Regions from separate parts of the Sus scrofa genome. Here region 2 is linked to region 1. Evidence: chromatin contacts called from public promoter capture Hi-C data. All regions are on one chromosome and are shown on one strand. The core of a region is the stretch at or near the end of the contact, and the rest is flanking DNA. Distances in the headings are between cores, read along the strand shown. Region 1 holds the start of H2AFY (H2A histone family, member Y). Region 2 holds the start of SMAD5 (mothers against decapentaplegic homolog 5).

Region 1 (6,283 bases), core at 3,177-5,676:
GCTTGGGTTACTGCTGTGGCACGAGTTTGATTCTTTTTTTTTTTTTTTTTTTTTTTGTCTTTTTAGTTATTTCTTGGGCTGCTCCCGCGGCATATGGAGGTTCCTAGGCTAGGGGTCGAATCAGAGCTGTAGGCGCCGGCTTACACCACAGCCACAGCTACACCAGATCCGAGCTGTATCTGCAACCTACACCAGAGCTCACGGCAACACTGGATCTTAAGCCCCTGGCCAACGCCAGAGCCACAGCAACGCAGGATCTGAGCTGCGTCTGCAACCCACACCACAGCTCATGGCAACGCCGGATCGTTAACCCACTGAGCAAGGGCAGGGACCGAACCCGCAACCTCATGGTTCCTAGTCGGATTTGTTAACCACTGTGCCACGACGGGAACTCCACGAGTTTGATTCTTGGCTTGGGAACTTCTCTGTGCCTTGGGCACAGCCAGAAATAAATAAATAATCCATAAAAATTATGGATAATAAAAAAATAAGATAGCTTAGTAAATCCAAAATAATGAATAATAAAAAATAAGATTAATGGGTTTTTATGTTATCAAAATCAAAAGTTTATCTGCTAGATTCAGATTCTACAGTACTATTAATCTTTGAGAAACTCCTTCTTTTGGGGTTTTGATGTATCAAAGAAAAATGTCTAAAATTATCTGAAAAGCCTATTAAAACCCTCTGCTTTTCCTAAATACTCATCTGTACTTTTTCATATAGCCTAGATTTTTTTCGTATACTTAAAACAGACTGAACACAGGAGACATGAGAATCTAGCTGCCTGCTGTTAAGCCAGACATCAAAGACACGTGCAGAATTGCAAGACATTGACATCCTTCTCACTCAGTTTTGTTTGTTTGGAGAGTATAGTTATTTTTCATACAAATACATTGATTATATTAGGATGCAACTTGTTTACATATTAGCACTTTAAATGAATAAATTAATATTTCAGTTTCTGCTTTAATTTCTAATAAGGCGAATATTGACAGATATAACCCACATAAACAAGAGCTCTTTGCAGTCCTCAGTAATTTTAGAAGGGGAAGGCGTTTTGAATTCAGAGCGTTTGGGAGCTGCTGTTGTAGAATGCCTGGTGAAATGTTCATAAAGGTCCATTAAGTTTAAAAGTAGGAGACAAGCAGTAAATGCAGCAAGAACTCAAAAATGTTTACTATCAAGTAGCTAAGGATACAAAGGCTGGAAGGGAAGCAGTGGTTCTCTCCTGGTGGTGTCCTCAGGGTAATATTCATTTTTCGTGCATTTTTATTTTCCAAGTTTTACATGGTAGGATGCATTCATTTTGCAGCTGGGAACCAAAAAAGCTGGTTGGAACCCTCTAATCCAGATTAGGGGAGAGGGTAGGTCGCTGAGGTAGACGGATAGGGCCCACAGGTTATAGGAGAAGGGAAAGGCAGGTGGAGCCTGCCGGCGAGGTGGAGACAGGGAATCTTGAACCGCTCTGGGGGGCAATGTTCCTAGTGAGTTCCCTGAGAACGGCACCCTCTGGAGGGGTGTGGGGATAGGGATGGCACCAAGTTCAGTTCTTGGAGGCCTTGGACTCAAATCCAAGGATGATGATGCTTGCCTGAGTGGGGAGAAAAAGACCCACAGTGAATTGGGCGGAAGTGTAGGGAGGGTGGATGCTGGGTGCAGAGGAAACCAAGCCCCTGGAAGGGCTTTCCTCAGGACTGACCCGTGAGAGCTCAGGTCCCAGATGAACCTGGGCTTGAACCCCAGTGCCAGCCTACCCACTCTGTGATCTCGGGCATATTTCTTGGCTTTCTGAATCTGTCATGTCCTCGTCTATAAACTGGGGATCGAAACGTCCTAGAAATAGCGTGTCTGCTGGGACCATTGGGAAAGGGAAGTGATGGGCTATATGCGATTTGGCAGGTAGTGAGATGGAGAGAAAAGACAGCCATGTAGGCATGGCCCACTTCCATGTTGCCAGGGACATCAACTTAGAAACCAAAGCTGGGGTGGAGGCGAGTGCGTTGGTGCTTGGCCCCTGAGGGTTGCAGATTGGGATCGCTTAGACAGTTATGGTGTGTAGGGCCTTAGCCATCACTACGGGCCTGGGGAAGAGGAAGCCTCAGGTCTGTACACCCCCAGGGCAGCAGCAGGCACCCCCAGCAGCCTGCAGGCATCTCCCCGTCTGCACACATGCCTGGCCTTCGCTGAGCCCAGCTGTTCTCTCCTGTTCAGATTTCCAGGAGCGCTGCTTACCCTTTGAACCAGAGTCTGGGCAGTGTGTCTACACACCTGGAGGGTTTCTCTCCTGGCAGGAGCCTTGCTCACAGCAGGTGCTCAGCAAGTGTTAGTTGAGTGAATTATTGAAGCCTGCACCCTTACATACTTACTATGGCCTGCGGAAGCCTCACTTGCTGGCTGGCCCCTGGAGAACTGAGGGACCCCCCCACCAAGGACCAGGGAAGGAGAGAGTAACAAAGTGGGAGTGGTCTCTGTCCCTTCCTTGACACCTTTCTGCAGGTTCCCTGGCAGAATCCTCACACATCCTTAATGCTTTTGTTTTCAGACGCAAAGAATCCTCACTTGTCCAGTTTTATCTCCTGTAGTTTGCCCCTTCGCCCATTCTACTCTAACCTCATACTCACTATTCCGTTTTTAAAAACTGAGATATTATTGGATTTCCCACTGTGGTGCAGTTGGTTAAGGATCCGGTGTTGCCACAGTTGTGTTGTAGGTCGCAGCTGTGCCTCAGATTCGACCCCTGACCTGGGAACGTCCATGTGTTGGTGGAGTGGCCAAAAACTTTCTTTGAGATATTATTGGCAAATAACATTGTGTGTTTCATGTGTATAATCTGTTGATTTGATTCGTTTATCTTTTGCAGTATAATTACCACTTTAGCATTAGTTAACACTTTGGTCGTGTCACATATCATTTCTTTTTTGTGGTAAGAACACACTGGCTATTCCTTGATAATTTCAGAGACCCTTCTGCCTCAGGGTCTTTGCTTCTGCTGTTCCTCATTCTGGGAACACTCCTCCCCCAGATAGCCACTTGGCCTTGCTCACTTGGTTCTTTCACATCTTTGCTTCAATGTCATCTTCTCAGGGAGGCCTTCTCTAAACTTCGAAACCCCACCTCAACTCATACCCCCTGTTCTCCTTCCCTGGTTATTTTCTCTCCAGCATTTACACCATCTGCCACATCATCTCTTCTGCCTCTAGTCCTTCCCTGCCAGACTCAGACTCCAGGAGGTCAGGGATTTTTGTCTGCTCTAGTCACTGCCTCCTCCTCATCACTTACATTGTTGCATGGCACAAAGTATGAGCAAAATATTTAATTGAATTAATGGATGTATGAATGGCATGTATTGGACACTGCTTTGCAGACTTTTAAAAGACAGTGTAAAGAGTGAGGGGAGGAGGTTCCCACTGCTCTTGTAGGGGCAGTCTGAGAGCTGGGAGGCATCTTTAATGACTCTAATAATCTCCCATCACCAACTCCAGCAGCCACAGAACAACTCTGCCAGTATGCATTGTTATCTAAATCTGGTCCTCAGATGGGTGCTGAGATGGCTTCCCTCTGCACTTTGGTGGATAGAGGAAAGAGGGGGGAGAGGGAAGGTCCCTATTTGAGTACTCAAGATGGGTCACTAACGTTAGCCTTCAGGCCAAAAACCAGTTTAGAAATACACAGATGGCCTTTGTTGCGCTCTCTCCTCTTTCTGCTTGTTAGCAAAGAAAAAAAAATGTGTATAATGATAAAGAATCACTGTTTATATTAATAAATCCCGACTTGGTCCAAGAAGGAACATTTTGCTGAATCGAAATAGCCATCACCTTCCACGGAACAAAGCAGATCCAGACCTGTAGGTGTCACTATGAAGAACCCCAGGGGAGCCGGATGTGCATTAGTTGGTCATGGGGCAGGTTTAATGGGGGGTTGTATCCAAAGACAGCGGGAGGTTCTTAGGTGCTCGGAAGGTTTGCACTGGTTGGGGAGGGAGAAGCAGTTGTGCCTCCGTCCCTGCCTTAGTGGGAAGGCTCTAGGGGGACAGCGAAAGTCCCCCCACAGTGGGCGCTCATTAAGTGTCACTGGAGACACTCAGGCTGGCACGCGAGCTGGAGAAGAGCCTCTGCCAACCAGTGTTCCGACCCTTTCCCAGGACTTAGCCCAGGGCTCGGACCGGACTCGGCGGGCGGCGTCCGGGCGGGGCGCCTGAGGGTAGAGGCCACAAGTCAGGGCCTTGGTGCGCCCCGGGCACCGACCCACCGACGTCCAGGCGGCACAGCGCGGAGGGCTCCCGCGCGCGCAGCCGCGAGCTTGGGGTCAAGGCCGGGGCGCCGGAGTGGCGCGGGAGGGGTGGCCGGACGCGCGGGGACGGGATGGGATGTGACGAGCTGCGCGCTGTGCATTGTGGGAATCCCGGGGCCGCGGCGACTGGTTCCAGTTCACTCGGCAGCGGAGCCGGGCGGAGGGGGCGAGCGCGGGGCGCGCGGGCGGGAAGCGAGGAGGCGGGCGGGCCAGTGAGGAGAGCGGAGAGAAAAGGCGCGAGCGGCCGAGAGGGCACGGGCCGGACACCTTGCTGCTGCCGCCGCCGCCGCCGCTGCGGCCGAGCCTCCCCGTAAGTGCCGCGCGGGCCCCCTCGCCACGCGCCCGGTCCCCGCCGCCCGGGTCCGGCCGCCGCGCTCAGCCGGACGAGGGTGCCCGGGAGCGGCCCGGCCTGGCGCGCACCGGGCGGCGCTCGGGCCGTGGTGCTTGGCGCGGCCCACGCTGGGGCCTCGCGTGCGCACGGCGCCCTCCCAGGCCCTACCCCGGCCGCGCGGGATTCCCTTCGGTTTTGTTCAAAAAGGAAACCCGGAAGCCAACTTCTCTTCGAACGCGTCCTCCTGCCCGCGCCCGGGCGCTTTTGTGGCCTCAGGCAGCCCCGGCCCCTCCCCCAGCGTCCCTTCCCGGGCCGGGAGGGCTGGACTCGAAGCCGGGGAGGCGCCGCGCCCCGGCCGGCCGGCCTGGGCCTGGACGCCGGGGGCTCTTGTGCGCGGAGTTGTACTTGGTGAGGCGCCCGCCCGGGAGTTGCCGGCCCAGGCACAATAAATGGGGCCTGAGCCCCATGTGGCCGTGGTGTAGGCGTCTGGCTGGTATCTGCTGGGAGGGTAGGGTGAGGGGGTTGGGGAGATACTTGCGGGGCTGGAAGCGGGCAGGGGCAGGGGCAAGGGCGGGGAGGGGTTTGTCCGGGGACTGGCTGGAGGGGGGCCTCGGGAACCCCTGCTGCTCTCTGGCTCGTCTCCTGATCAGCCTTTTGTTTGCTTTGTGGTTGGTTGGGAGTTTTTTTTTTTTTTTTTTTTTTTTTTAAGGTAATTCCGGAAGGCTGTAGGCTTCTCGGGTGGAGAAGGCCAGGAGGGAAGAGGCTCACTGAGGGGTGGGGTGGAGCGAGGAGGTGAATACACAGGATGCTGCTGGCCTTGTCACCTGACAACAGGTGTGCGGGCTGGTGCACCCCACCTCCACTCCTGCAGGGAGCACAGATCCCTCAAAGATCTTGTCGGTGGACTCCTTGGAAGGCGTTAGACAAGATGTTAGGGAAAATATTCATGCGTTTGAAAGTCAGAGACTAACAGCAGCCGAGACAAACCTTGAATTCAACAATTAAAATTACCACGGATTCTTTGTAAGACTTTAGTGATCCAATAAAGGCATGTAAGAATAGACAAGTAGAGGGGTACTTCTCGCTCTGTCTTTTTTCTACCTTTGTGGTTTGAGGTTTTATCATTAAAGAGGGGGGAAAGTGCTTTGTTCCAAGGCTTCCTGCTCCAGGGACTGGGAATTTTGAACAGTTTTAGGTTTGAGTAGGAGACTCGTTGTGAATTAGGTGGAACCTACCTACTTCAGGGTGACTAGTCAGCTGTCAGAGGCGCTATTAGCTCTGAAATGGACACCTCATGTGTGCAACTGGCATTAATAGCCCTTGTACACAACTAAGCATAGTTGGCCGGTGGCATCTCAGTCTCGTACAAGAGGCTCCTGGATGAGGATAAGGTGGTTTTCAATTTATTTGTCTTTCTTTTTTCAAAAAATCCTCAAGACTTTAAATTCTTTTTCTATTCAAGTTTTAAGAAGAGCGTGAGAAATCTCTCCAGTCGATTATTGTTGTAATCTCTTGCCGTTGTTAATGCTGATCCCTCAATAAAGGCGTTGAGTAGGAGAGAAGGGGTTAAAGTAAGGGAACATTGTTTGAGGCAAGGCCTTTAGAATGAGGAAGGGATGGCTCACATTTTATTAAACTTTAAGAGGTGTCTGGAACATCACA
Region 2 (5,616 bases), core at 389-2,888, 660 kb before region 1:
CAGGCATTCCTCACCTCTAGGCTGGCCTACAGCTCCACTCTCCAATGCCATCCAAACCAGAACTGGAACATTTTGTTAGGAAGCGGGCAAACGTCCAAAATACCCGACTATCCTCGCCCCAGTTCTTTTTGCAACCAAAATCTGTTTGGGCTACTGAGCATGCTCCGACTTAAGACAGGCGCCACATGGGAGTTTTCAAAGCTTAGGCTCCAAACTCCACGTAATAACAGCAGCTGAAAGGGGAAGAGAGCAAAGAGGGGGAGGGAGGGGGAGGGGAGCCGACCCGACCGTGAATCTGAGTCCTGACACTCGACTGGAGGACCCCGGCAGGGGTGGAAGAGGCTGTAGGCAAACAGTCACTGTCTGCCGCTTGCCTTGCAGCAGCTGATAGGAAGTAGAAGAAATCTCTGCCAGGATGAAAACTGGCATGGCAAGTGGCTCAAACCAGGTCGAAGCACCAGCTGGGTGCAGCGGCAGGTCACAAATAACCAGGGTGTAATTCCCACCGATAAGCGTGGATCCTTAAGATAAGGACTGAAACACAAAGCGACGGCGGCACGGATTGATTCATCGAGCCACCGGGCTGCTTGGCAGGGTGGCCGACCCGGCTGCTCGGCCGAGCTCGGCCATCCTCCCAGGGGTGTGTTTGAGGGTGGCGCTTAGAAGAGGGAGAACAAACCGCTCCTCCGGACCGAAGCGAGGCCGGGGAGCCCCGCGAAGCGTCCTGAACGCCTCCCGCCTCAGTGCGGGCGGTAACGGCGGCGTCGGGACAAGGGCCAGCCTCTGCCCCGCCTCGGGACGGCCCCGGCCGCAGGCCAGGCCTCCGCAGCCGGCCGAGCCGCACCATGGGCGCCCGCCTGGACCCGGGCAGGCCGGGGCTCGGCCTACCTCCCGCCCCGCAGGCCCGGCTGGTTTCCGCTCCGCCCGCGGCCGCACGCCCCCGCCTCGGCCCGAGTCCGGCCGCTAGGGCAGAGCCGCGTCCCCGCACAGCCCGCAGCCCCCGCTCCCGCTCGCCCGCCCGTCCCAGGGCCCCACATTCACTCACGGGCCGGCGGCGCGCGCTCTCCCGGCGCCGTCGCCGCGCTTTCCCTCGGCGCAACTTTATTAGCAGCTCGGCCGCGGGACACGCGCACGGCGCCCGCTCGCCCAGGACCCGGATGAAGGAGGGAAGGAGCCGGGGAGGACGCCGCGGGCTCGGCGCATGCGCGCAAGCGGCCGAGTGACCGCTGCGGGACGGAGGGAAGGGCCGTCTCGCTCCGGCGGCTGAGGAAGCCTCCGCGCTTGGCTCGGCGCCCGCAATCTCCGGCTTCCGATCTGCGGATCTGGTGGAGGCTTCCCGTGTCCACGGCCAGGCCCAGGAGTGGCAGTCGGCTAGTTCCCACCACCGCTAGTAGTCTCCATTAACCAAGTCAGCCCACGTTGTAATAAAATAAAATAATTGTCCTTGACATGGACGGTTGAAGATTTTCTCAGTCACATATAAAGTGTAAATAAAAACATCTTCAGATGCCCCTTAGCTCCGCTTAATGATTTGCAATACAAATATAAATCTGAGGGCAGAGAGTCCTCTTTCTGCGGAGAGAGTAAGTTCAAAACAAGCTGCTTGGATACAGCTGCTTACTGGATGCGGCCTGAAAACCCCTCCCACGTGGAAATCTTGGCGCCTCTACCATCCTCCACCCCTTTTGCAGTGCCAGACCTTGGAGTTCCCCGAACTAGGGCTGTCCACGTACTGACACCCCAGCAGTGCAAGAGAGGCCGTCCTGGACAGCTGGGGACACCGAGGGGCGCAGAGGGCGCCCACAGACTGATAGAGCTCCACTCCATCTCCCCAAACAAGAGCCTACTTCTCTTTTCTCAGATACTGAGGCTCTTCTCAAAGCTCCCTCCCTCCCCCATCTTCCAAAGGGTCAGCATGTCCCAGAAAACGAGAGTGGTACCTTCTAAGGCACCCACTTTGGAGACGACGAAAGAAGAAGACTTTTCGGCAATTTTGTTTTTATTTGAAAACTTCCATACGGGTTTTCCATATTCCGCTATGGGTTAACTCAAATCAATCTAAGTCAAAATCAAAATTGGAGTCATTTTCAAATCCTCCCTCTCATTCCCTAAACCAAACCGTCGCGAAATCTTATTAATACTACCTTCCAAATATATCCCAAATCGGACCATTTCCTGTGGCCTCTTTGGCCACCACTGTGGCCTGCCCCAAGGTCATCTCACCTGAAACAAGTGGGAAGCAGCTGTCTTGCTCCAGGCTTCAGTGGTTGGTTTCAACGGTGAAGAGATATAGTCAATGGGAAATGTCCCTACATTCAAGGCAGTCATCTCAGACGTGGACAGAGGCCTCTGAGGGAGTGGGAAACCAGCGAGGCTCTGCTCTGTTCAAAGGGGGCAGCTGCTATTTCACCCCAGCTAACCATCACCATGGGGGAATGTGGGAATAAGAACCCAGGGTTGGCAGATCTTCTGATTTTTCAAAAACAGCTGGAAATCTGGACTTTAATGCAAAAAAATCTCAGTTTTATATGTTTAGCAACTTTTTTCATTCTTTCTCTCTTTGTCTCTCTCTGTCTTAGACATTCAGGAGGCCAACACTGTACAAGCCAAGTAAAACAAATCCATGGTCCCAATTTAGCCTGCTGGCCATTAGTTTGCAATCTCAGGTCCACGTCTTAAAACTCTTTACTACATCATAAACTTTGTGAAAGTAAAATCTGTGTACCTTAACTCTTTGTCACACTCACTGATTATTTGTTGTTAATTCAGAACTTCCCAGCCCTTGGAAGGCACATATTTCTGGAGCCTGCCAGGGTTTACAGCTCCCAGAAGTGCCCACAACCCTGCCTTGGAGAATGCAATTTTTTTTCCCCCCAAAACGGCTGTTTGCAGAGAGCTGTGCAGAGAACATTGTAAGACATACTTTGGTTTAAATATTTTCTATGCTACAGCTATTCCTCACTTCCAACAGCCAGCAAAGTCCTTCCCAAAGCAAACTGTCTGCTGTCTCACAGTCACTACACATGTATAACAATTTGTGATTACAGGATTCCTTTTGACAATCCCATGTTAATCTCAAAGCCAATAGTTTTGTTTCCAGAACTACTGATCAGATCAACTAGAGACTCCAATGTCTCCAAGTTGCTGTGTGGGCTCAGCTTAGGTCTTAAATTGGAAGAGATGATAGCATAGAAGACAGGAAGGGAAACTCCTCCCAAAGGACCAAGATGTTACCCAGACCTCAAAGGGTATAAAAAAATCAGACAGATCATTAAAGATCTATAGAGTCAAACAGATTATCTAACAGCAAATGACTATGCCTGTCAGAGCCATAAGAATGGAATAAGGAAGTCTCTGCTTGGGGCAATCAGATGGGATCTAAAAGCAAATGTAGAACAGGGCAATCTGAACATGTAGATATAGTCAGTGGGGCATCCAAATAAACTGCTTTTTCAGTTGAACATTTATGGACCAGAAAGACCAAACAGAAGCAGCATTAAAAGTCAAATATATTACTTCTAGAGAATACTGTTTCTGGACAATTTAGGCCAGTGATTCTCAAACAGGGGTCACCGTGGGCTCCAGGAAACATTTGACAATCTTTGAAAACAATCTTGGTTGTCGTCGAATCTAGGAGGGGGGTGCTCCTGACATCTGCTGGGTCAAAGCCAAGGATGCTGCTAAACATTCTATGATACACAGGAGAGCCTCTTCTACCAAGGATTATCTGGTCCAAAATACCAACAGTGATGGGGTTCAGAAACCCTGATTTGCGCTCCAAACAGTTCCCCTATAGCCAAGTGAATGTTTAAGGGTAAAATGAGCCCTTTCTTTAAATTTTTCCAACAACTCTGTTAATTATTCATTTGAAGTAAAGACCCAGCCTAAGTGTTTGGTCAATGACCTACTTCCACCTTGAATTTTGCAGATTCAGTAAGGGGGTAATTTTCAGGAAATGTGGGAGCGTCTATGGAACAAGAAGACCTGGAAAGACTAACTCAGTCTTTCCCTATTTTTTTAACTTTTTACTTTTTTTTTTTTTTTTTTTTTGTCTTTTTAGCTATTTCTTGGGCCGCTCCCTTGGCATATGGAGGTTCCCAGGCTAGGGGTCGAATTGGAGCTGCAGCCACCGGCCTACGCCAGAGCCACAGCAACGCGGGATCCAAGCAGCATCTGCAACCTACACCACAGCTCACGGCAACGCCGGATCGTTAACCCACTGAGCAAGGGCAGGGACCGAACCCGCAACCTCATGGTTCCTAGTCGGATTCGTGAACCACTGCGCCACGACGGGAACTCCCAACTTTTTACTTTTAAATATAGGGTAATTGAGGCAAATCGGGTTTGGTTCCTATATATTTAATATGTATCTCAATTCTACCCTTTGCTGTAGAGGAATTGACAGCAGAGTCTTCTTCTGTATTCTGCTGTGGAAGAATCTTCTGTATCAGAAGAGTCTCCCTAAATGACTGGTGCACACCCAACAGACCTGGAAGAGTGGGGTGATGTTCAGAGGAGTCACTGAGCATAGAAGGATCAATGGATGACATCATGGAGATCCAGAAAGGGTCCTAGTAGATCTCTCACCCCAGAGATCTCTCACTTCCTCACACGCTCATGGCAGGTGGACATCAGAGAAAGACGTGTCTGAGTTGGCATGACTCCTCCAGATAGTGTCCAGGAAACAATGCACCTGCCCTTCCAAATTCTGAAAAGTCTACATCCTTCAGTTGACAGACTAGCCCCACCTCCAATCTTTAATACTGGAGACAGTGCAGGATGCAGAGAAAAGTTCTCAGAAGAGTGAAGTCCCAGAGAAATGGTGCGCAAAGACATCCACCACAATCCCAGAGAGAGGAAAAAAAATCACCATGCTAACAATTTCCAAAAGAAATTTCACATTAGTTTTTAGCAGCATGAGTCCAGGTTCTGTCCCAACCGGAGAATACACTGAAGTGGCTTTATTTGAAATTTGAAAGGATTTTTTTTTTTCCCAGTAAAATTTGAGTGTTTGGGTGTGAAGTGATCCCTTAATAATACAGAGACCTTTTCTTTTCACAGAACTTAAGCATCTTGAAGTATTGAAAAAAAGGAAAAGTAAAATATAAGAATAACAGCAGCCTCCACTGGAAGCACAAGAATCTCACTGCCAGACACTCCTTGAAGCTTAGGGATGCATATCAGAGACTCCATGAGCCCTGTGGAATAAATATGCACATTTCGGTATATATACCTCTGTACAAATTTTCTGCAGAAAAATCTGTAGCTTTCATCAGAGTCTCAAAAGGTTTCCCGACCTCCAAACGTTTGCAGATGCCTAAAGCAGTGGTTACTTTACATGTGACATAAATTTAATGTGTCTATTTTAAGTTATCTATTTTTTCTCTTCTCTTTTCTGAGCAACATAATTGGGAGATTCCTCTCTGGGGAAGGCTGCTTGATGTCGAGAGGAGGAGCCCAGCGTGCCAGTCTCCAGCCATCTGCTACATTAAAGGAGGCCTCCTATGGCTGGAATCCAAAACACAAAATTAAAAGGGTTGCGTGCACCCAGAGTCATAAAACAAAGAGGCTTTCTAAAGCGAGGCTTGGAGGGAACGGTCATTTCTTCCTGACTAA

Evidence for each region. Promoter capture Hi-C pulls out the DNA fragments that hold promoters and counts their contacts.
Region 2: a contact with region 1 is called in a promoter capture Hi-C map of liver, with 3 times the contacts expected there. The contact joins the promoter of SMAD5 here to the promoter of H2AFY in region 1. A contact is called at or near these places in 1 of 5 promoter capture datasets (liver) and 1 of 2 datasets of contacts at active chromatin or transcription factors (alveolar macrophages).

What each region holds. Positions count from the first base shown.
Region 1 is chr2:137,621,994-137,628,276 of Sscrofa11.1, reverse strand. H2AFY (H2A histone family, member Y) reads left to right here and starts at 4,426. Exons shown (of 9, transcript NM_001244563.1): 1 at 4,426-4,600.
Region 2 is chr2:138,283,657-138,289,272 of Sscrofa11.1, reverse strand. SMAD5 (mothers against decapentaplegic homolog 5) reads right to left here and starts at 1,638. Exons shown (of 7, transcript XM_021084785.1): 1 at 1,046-1,638.